Regions from separate parts of the Mus musculus genome. Here all the other regions are linked to region 3. The links are chromatin contacts, called in public promoter capture Hi-C maps. All regions are on one chromosome and are shown on one strand. The core of a region is the stretch at or near the end of the contact, and the rest is flanking DNA. Distances in the headings are between cores, read along the strand shown.

What was found. Promoter capture Hi-C pulls out the DNA fragments that hold promoters and counts their contacts.
Region 1: a promoter capture Hi-C map of hippocampal neurons shows a contact between it and region 3, with 4 times the contacts expected there. The contact joins the promoter of Cfap300 here to the promoter of Pgr in region 3.
Region 2: a promoter capture Hi-C map of hippocampal neurons shows a contact between it and region 3, with 4 times the contacts expected there. The contact joins the promoter of Yap1 here to the promoter of Pgr in region 3. A contact is called at or near these places in 1 of 39 promoter capture datasets (hippocampal neurons), 1 of 484 Hi-C or Micro-C datasets (embryonic stem cells) and 1 of 115 datasets of contacts at active chromatin or transcription factors (embryonic stem cells).

The regions. Positions count from the first base shown.
Region 1 is chr9:8,041,577-8,044,276 of GRCm38.p6, forward strand. It overlaps Cfap300 (cilia and flagella associated protein 300), which reads right to left and starts at 1,299. Exons shown (of 7, transcript NM_199017.3): 1 at 1,094-1,299; 2 at 833-914. The coding sequence starts at 1,203.
Region 2 is chr9:8,003,325-8,006,024 of GRCm38.p6, forward strand. Yap1 (yes-associated protein 1) reads right to left here and starts at 1,272. Exons shown (of 9, transcript NM_001171147.1): 1 at 791-1,272. The coding sequence starts at 1,066.
Region 3 is chr9:8,898,518-8,901,217 of GRCm38.p6, forward strand. Pgr (progesterone receptor) reads left to right here and starts at 1,316. Exons shown (of 8, transcript NM_008829.2): 1 at 1,316-2,700. The coding sequence starts at 1,951.

The sequences.
Region 1 (2,700 bases), core at 49-2,548, 860 kb before region 3:
ACAGTGGGCCTTTAGAAAGTGACAGAGTGAATAGATTACATGTCAGCTATAAAGTCAATGCTCAGAGGAATGGCAAGGAATGACGGTCACTTCACAAAACTGAACACTTTACCTACTGTTGGGTAGGAGGCAACATTTCAAAATGGGGCTCGGTTTTAAGATGCACATAAAAATCTCACACCTTTGAATGAACTTTGCCTTCTTTAAAGAATTCCCTTCTAGCTAAAGGTTTTTTTCAAACAGGCCATTGCTCAAAACCTTTGGGAGGAAATCCTGTTTGGGTACTACTGTTACAGCTTGATGCCCACTTCTCAGGGTGAATTTGATTTTCAGAAACCAAAAGTATTTGGAGTTAAGACTAATAAAGTCCACGTAGTAGTATTTAAAAACAAGATGTGATTGTTAAAAAAAAAAAAGTCCCATTGAATTTTCAGTCAACATCGGTAACACATGCCTGTATTTCTGAACTGGGATTCGGAAGCAGGATGACTGACTGATACGAGTTGAGGCCATCGTGAATTACACAGTGACACTGTCTAAAATAACTACAGACTTGTAAAGTTATCTAAGGCAGAATTCCGAAGGTAGGTAAAAGACATTGGCAAGGTGGTTATGGTGGCACTTGGGTGGCAGGGGCAAGAGGATCCCAGTGAATGCCAGGCTAGTCTGGTCTACAGAATGAGTCGCTCTGTCAAAAAGCCCCCTAAGAAACAAAACAAAAGAAAACCCAACCTGCACTTTTTATTACTCCCAAAGTCTAAGAACATGTCATGGAGTGTTCCCAAGAACATCCAAAAGAGCGCCCCCCCCTCCCCCTTTCCCCAATACCAACCATGACAAAATCATCCTTTTGGTAGGGCTGGAACGTCTGGTCGAAGCTGAACGCCTGCGCCTGGATTCTGCCCAGCATGGACCTAGCAGAGGGGGAAGAGTCAGCGGGCCCTGGCCGGAGTTGAGGGAGCGCAGAGCCGAGTCCCGGAGCACGGACACGAACACGAACAGGGAGAGAACCCCAGGACACGAGCGCGGTGCCACGGCCCCAGCCCACCGACCTGAGCCCGCCGCATGGCCACTTCCGCCCCTCGGCCCTCACCACTGGCGGAGGCGGCTGGTGATCTCCCGGGCGCTCAGCGACGAGAAGGTTCTATGAGGCAGGAATCTGAAGTAGTAGCCGCCTCCATCCCGTGGCTCCCCAGCCGCCATCCTGCTTATGACCAGGGTAAGAAAGCAGTAGTCGTTTCCATAGTGACACAGCGGTAGGACCTGCCACCACGTTCAGGGGGAGGGGCGCCGCTCAGAGGGCGGGGCCTGGGAGAGAAGTGGGCCCCTTGGCTCAGTACGCATGCGCCATGGCATTTTGGGTCCCTGCCTTTACACTGAGGACTCTTAGCCTGGCTGTTAGGAAATGGAAGGAGGTTGCCAGTCTTTGTGTTGACAGGAACTCTTAGTTCTAGACACTGGCCAGTGACCTAATATCAAAACCTACAGTTTCAAACTGACAATTTCCTTTTGCACTAAGCAAAAGTCTAATTAAGTTGGTTTCGTTTGAAAGACAAAGGGACTGCTTAGGAACATAATCTCGTCTGTGGCTCTTTTCCTTTTGAAGTTTACATCTCAGGCAGGTTCCTGCGAGCACTACACCACAACACGCTGCTAATCAGTGTGGGATGTATGCTTACCTGCTGAAAATCTCATTCAGGAGCCAACTTGTTTTTGTTTAGGAGCTGTTTTAGGATTTAGGTGGACGAATTTTTTTACCTCTACTAACTTCATTTCCTTCTGCTTGAACCTTAAGAACCAAAAGGTCAAATAAAAGGGAGCAGGGACAGGGGGAGAAGGGGGAAGCTTCGGAAGAGGGGGACAGAGGGAGAGAGGCTTGTTATCACTGTTACTTTGTGTGCCACGAATATTATTCCACAGTTTATCCTTTTGGGTTATTACAATTTGAAGCTATTAGGAATGCAGTGGTGAACATTCTTATATAGGTTTTTTTTCCCAGTCCTCCCATTCATAAGTTTATGAATTCTTTGTTTATTTTTTGTGTATATGAGTGTTAACCTGTATGCATGTCTATGTACCACAAGGGAGCCTGGTGCTCTCAGAGGCCAGAGGAGAGCATCAGATCCCTAAGGACAGTTGTGAGCTGTCCTGTGGATACTGAGAACCCCTGTCCACTGCAAGAACAGAGAGAGCTCTTAACCGCTGAGCCATGTCTCTAAGCCTCTCATAAGTGTTTTTGTAAAGGAAACAAAATTTTATTGTAAGATTCTTAGGATTTCTATTGCCTCAATGAAGCACTATAGCCAAAAGGTATGTTGGGTAGGAAAGGGCTTATTTGACTTACATTTTCATATCATTGCTCATTGTCAAAGAAGTCAGGAAAGGAACTCACACAGGGTAGGCTGATGGAATCGATGGCTATGGAAGGGGCTGCTTACTGGCTTACTCATCCTGCTTTCTTATAATGCTCAGGACCATCAGCCCAGATGGCGCCACCCACAGTGGACTGGGTCCTCCCCCATCAATCACTAAATAAGAAACTTCCCTGTTATCAGATCTTATGGTGGCATTTTCTTAACTGAGATTTCCTCATCTCAGATGATTTTAGCTTGTGCTAAGTTGACATAAAACTATCCAGCTCCTTGTCACAACCGACTCCTTGTCACAACCGACTCCTTGTCACAATCGACTCCTTGTCAC
Region 2 (2,700 bases), core at 22-2,521, 900 kb before region 3:
CTGTGCTGGATCCAGTTGGGAAAATAACCAGGCGTCGTGGATACGGATAAGCAGCCATGTTCACATCCGCAGTCAGTTAAAGAGCAATGGCGAGCTTGGAATTAGTCATTGCTTCCCAAACATTACCTTTAATCACAGTTGAGCCGGGCAGAACTCGGCCTATGAGTCAACCTGCAACGCGCTATCAAAGGCCGGCGCAGAAACCTCTGCACCGTGAGCGCAGCCGAGCTCCTGCGCAACACACAGACGTGGCTCATTTAAAAGCTTTCGGGCCGAACAGTAAATAATAGGTTACGATTTAGGAAAAGGACACGTGAGCCCACCGAGTGTGAAAGGATCCCGCCCGCGCGAGTTCCAGGGCACGGCGGAGGCGAGTGGGGGGTCGAGGGAGCTTCGCTCGGGCTGGGGAGCCCGAACCCTGCATCCGGAGAGCGCCTGGGCCGCGAGAACAGAAAAGCTTTCGGGAGAGGGAGGGGGAGGGGACCGGGAGAAGGAACCAGAAACTCAATGGACCAGTTCAACCCCCACCCCTCACCGGCACGCGAAAACAAGAGGGCAGTTAACACAGCTCCACCGGAGACTGCAGTGGCGCGGGAAGGGGAGATCGGGTACCCCCGGCTGGGGTCCCGCACAAGACGCCGGCCCCCTCCCCCTCCTCCCCTCCCCCTCGTCAGAGCGAAGGTGCGGAGCGGAGGCGCGCGCATTGTGCACCCCCCCTGCGGCCAACTCCGCGAAAACAACCCCCAGCACCGCACCCCCACGCGGCCCCGCGCCCCCGGGATACCCTTACCTGTCGCGAGTGGGACTTGGGCTCAGGCGGCTTGAAGAAGGAGTCGGGCAGCTTGCGAAGCCGCATGGGCACGGTCTGAGGCACGTTGGCCGTCTTGGGGTTCATGACGGCATTGAAGAGCGCCTCCAAGTCGGTCTCCGAGTCCCCGCGGACGTGCACGACCTGGTGGCCGGCCGGGGGTGCGGGCGGGGCCGCGGGGGTCCCGGCCGGAGACACGGACGGCGGCGCGGGGCCTTGCGGGGCCGGCTGGGGCGGCGGCTGTTGCGCGGGCTCCATGGCTGCGGCCTCGTTCGACGCTCGGGGCACTGCGCTCAGGTTCGGGGGGCTGCGACGCGCGCCCGCATCGCCCTGCACTCCTTGCCCGAGGCCGCCTCCCCTCTCCTCCCCTCCCCTCCGCGAGCTCCTTCCTTCCTCCCTTTCTTTGCCCCCGGCCGCGGCGGCGTCCCAACTGAGACAGAAACTTTGGCTCCAGACGCCCAAACTAAAAAGTTGCGAGGAGCGCCCGCCCGCGCGCCTCGCGGGCTCCGCCTCCTCGACGCTCTTCCTTCCTCTGCGCGCCCGCCCGCACCGAATCCGCGGCCCGCGGCCCCCGGGGAAACTTTCCCTGCGCGTCGCTACATTCCTGCAGACTCCCGGCCGCACGTGACCCGGGGGCGACCGCGCTGCGTGCGCACCCACCGGCCGGCCCCGAGCCGCTCGGCTGCGGGCGCAGATCCTGCCGGACCCGCGCGCAACGCCAAGGCCGCGAGGAATCGGGACAACCGGCTTGGTAGGGTGGATGCAAAGGCCACACTGTTCACCCGCACTAAGGTTAATCCGGTCCGCGTTTTAACATTGATTCCATTTACCACCAAGTTTGAAGAAGAAACAACAAAACACTTGAGGGCGGGTGCAAATGATTTCAAAGTGAAGCTTGGAAACCAGGAGTTGCACTGGGAGTACCTTACAAAAGGAAACAGTATTACTTTTTAAATTTTGTTTTAAACAGGCTTTACTCTGTAGTCAAGGATATCCTCCAACTCTTTGTGCCACAGCTTCCACAGACAGCTAGGATTCCAAGCCAGGGCCTCTGCTAGCCCGGTTTTTGTAGGTTCATAGGTTCGTCCTTTTTCTTTTCTTTTTTCTTTTTTTTCTTTTCTTTCTTCCTTCCTTCCGCTCCCCCTTTCTCCCTCTCCTTCCTTTTTCTTCCTTTTTGTGTTTCTAATTATGTACAAGTGAGCACAGGTGAAGGTCAGAGGACCATTTGTGGGATCTGTTTTCTTCTTGGTTGTGGGTCCCAGAAATCGAGCTCAGGTACCCTGAACCATCCATCTCATGTTGACTACCCTATTTTGCTGTTTTGAGTCAGGTTCCTATGTAGCTAAGGCTTTCCTCCAATTCACTACATAACTGAGGCTAGCTTAAAATTTCTGCTCCCCCTACCTCAGCCTATAAAGGGCTCAAATAACAAATGTGGGGCACCTTGCTCAGCAAACTTTTTTTTTTTTTAAGTGAAAAGTCAATTTTTTAACACCAAAACTTGACATTTCTTTGGGAACTTCAACTCAAAACATAAGTCACTGTTTAACCTCATGGAGCATTGTGGGTTTTCCTCTTGTGTTTAGTACAAGGGTAAACAATGCAGGGTAGACTAAGAAATGAACCTCAATGGAGATTACCTTAGCCCCTGATTCTCTGTGTGTCAGTCTTTTATCTATCAGGAGCCTATCTGGAATCACTCCAAAAATGATAAAAATCTGTTCGTGTTTTTTAAGTTAATTATTTTGTATTGGGTGTTTTGCCTGAGTTTATGTCTTTGCCTTGGTTCCACAGAGGTCCAAAAGATGGTATTAGATTCCATGGAATTGGAGTACAACTGGTTGTGAACAGCCACGTGGGTACAGGGATTCGAACCTGAGCCTTCTTAGGAA
Region 3 (2,700 bases), core at 66-2,565:
TTTAAAATTAGTCAGCAATATCTCATTGCTGGAATAGTCCACACCCAAGCCCAATGGTCCAGTGTAACAGCAGCAATTCACGACTATGTAGCACCTCCCTGGTGATTGACATCTAGGCACCTTGCCTCCAGCAGCTCTGCCATCTCTGCAGTTTTGGAGCCTTTCACAAATCTTCTAGACCTGGCTGAGAATAACTGCAGGCTTCAGCATTAAAATGGCCTGGAAACACTCAAAGGCATTTCCCAAACGACTAACTCACTTTTGAATAGCGATGTGTCACGGCATCCACTGACTGGGCTTGAGAGTGGACAGCTTATGACGGTGTATAAAATAAATCATATTACTCTCTCCCCTCCACAGTGTTCTCATGACTTTAAAGGTGATTTATTCTTAAAGCTCAATGGTAATTATTCTAAGAGTAGAGAAACATAGAGGGGAGAAAATGCCATTTAGCTTTCCCAGTGGAAAACTTAATATGTGATGTAGATATTTAGTAAGGACTGAAGAGAACCTCATGAAAATCAGAACAAACAGAATATGACACTCAATGTCCAAACTCCCCATACAGGCAGCGATGTGTTACCAACTGTCTTCCATCCTTAACTGCTAAGTCACATTGGTGGCCCACTTGTCACAAGAATAGTTTGAGCGTGTTAGAGGAAGGCTGGACAGGCAGCCAGTAAGGTTGTTCAGTGTCAAACTCAGGATGAGTTCTATCTCCAGAATCTGCATGGTTCAAGGAGGAAATCCACTCTTTGGGGCTAGTCTTAGACTACCATATGCACGCGACACATGCAAGCACTCACACATATACACACAGAGCACTTGCTGCTCCTGCAGAGAACCCCAGTTAGGACCTCAGCACCTATATCAGAGCACCTGCAACTTCACCTCTGAGGGCTCTCACCCTCTCTGCTGACGTCTGAGCAACTATATAACCATGTAACATACACTCCCAGAGACATATACACGTAATAAAATGAAAATACTTGAGATCATTTTATACCTTTTATACAAAAAATAAAATGTCACGATATGTCACTGTCTGTGTTGAATATTTACAAATATTTTCAAATCCTGAAATCTTTACAACAACTTTGCTTTTTATAGGGTGGGGCTGGCATGCTTCTTAATTCAGTACAAATTCTGATATGTTTAGATTTCTTCTCAAAGCATCTGATATTCCAGGTGGAATCAGACTAGTGAGTAGCTGGAATTCCAACGCCAGAGATTTAGATCTAGCCAGTGATTGGCTAGGGAGGGGCTTTGGGCGGGCCTTCCTAGAGCGCCAACGCTTGCTAGAAAGCTATGGAGCCAGTCTAGACTGTCACTATCAGTCTTTGTAGTATTTACGGGTGCGAGGATTCTGACATTCTGCTAACTTCTCTTAGCTTTACTAGAGCAACCTGCAACCAGAACTCGCTGGGATTGTAGAGAACCTAGGGAGCCATAGAGACTGTCGCTGCAGGAGAACGAGTAAGAATGGGCTACGTCTTAGCCCCAGGTTTTTGGTGAGGACTGTAAAGCAAACTTCCTAGGATGTCTAGGTTTCAACAAACATAAGAAGTCCGGAGATAGCGGGAGTCCTTTTTTTCAGCACCGGCCACACCAGTTCCGGGTCTCCCATTCAAGAAGAAACACGAAAAAAAGTCTCTCGAATAACTCCCAGTTCTCAGACCAGACCAGCTTGCTCCAGCTACTTCTTCCTGTCCTCACCCCACCGCGACCGGGACAGCGCGACTACCACCCTTCCTCTGCGTCTGGGTGGAGGGTAAGGACAGGAGCTGACCAAGACCGCCCCTCCCAACCAGGAGGTGGAGATCCCACGGGTCCTGCGACTCTACACCCACTTCCTCCTCCCTCTGCCCCTATATCACCGGCACCCCCTCCTCCTTCCCTTTTCCCTCCTCCCAGGAGACAGGGGAGGAGAAAAGGGGAGCTTGGGTCGTCATGACTGAGCTGCAGGCAAAGGATCCGCAGGTTCTCCACACGTCTGGCGCTTCGCCCTCCCCCCCACACATCGGGTCCCCCTTGCTTGCACGCTTGGACTCAGGTCCCTTCCAAGGGAGCCAGCACTCGGACGTGTCGTCTGTAGTCTCGCCTATACCGATCTCCCTGGACGGGCTGCTTTTTCCTCGGTCCTGCCGGGGTCCCGAGCTCCCAGACGGAAAGACAGGGGACCAGCAGTCGCTGTCCGACGTGGAGGGAGCTTTCTCTGGGGTAGAAGCCACTCATAGGGAAGGAGGCAGAAATTCCAGAGCCCCGGAGAAGGACAGCAGACTCTTAGACAGTGTCTTAGACTCGTTGTTGACTCCCTCCGGGACCGAACAGAGTCACGCCAGCCCTCCAGCCTGCGAGGCCATCACTTCCTGGTGTCTCTTTGGGCCAGAGCTTCCAGAAGACCCCCGCAGTGTCCCTGCTACCAAAGGGTTGTTGTCCCCGCTCATGAGTCGGCCAGAGATCAAGGCTGGCGACAGCTCCGGGACAGGAGCAGGACAGAAGGTGCTGCCCAAAGGACTGTCACCACCCAGGCAGCTGTTGCTCCCTACCTCGGGGAGTGCTCACTGGCCCGGGGCAGGGGTGAAGCCGTCCCCGCAGCCAGCTGCAGGGGAGGTGGAAGAGGACAGTGGCCTGGAGACCGAGGGCTCTGCAGCTCCGCTTCTAAAGAGCAAACCTCGAGCACTGGAAGGCACCGGCAGC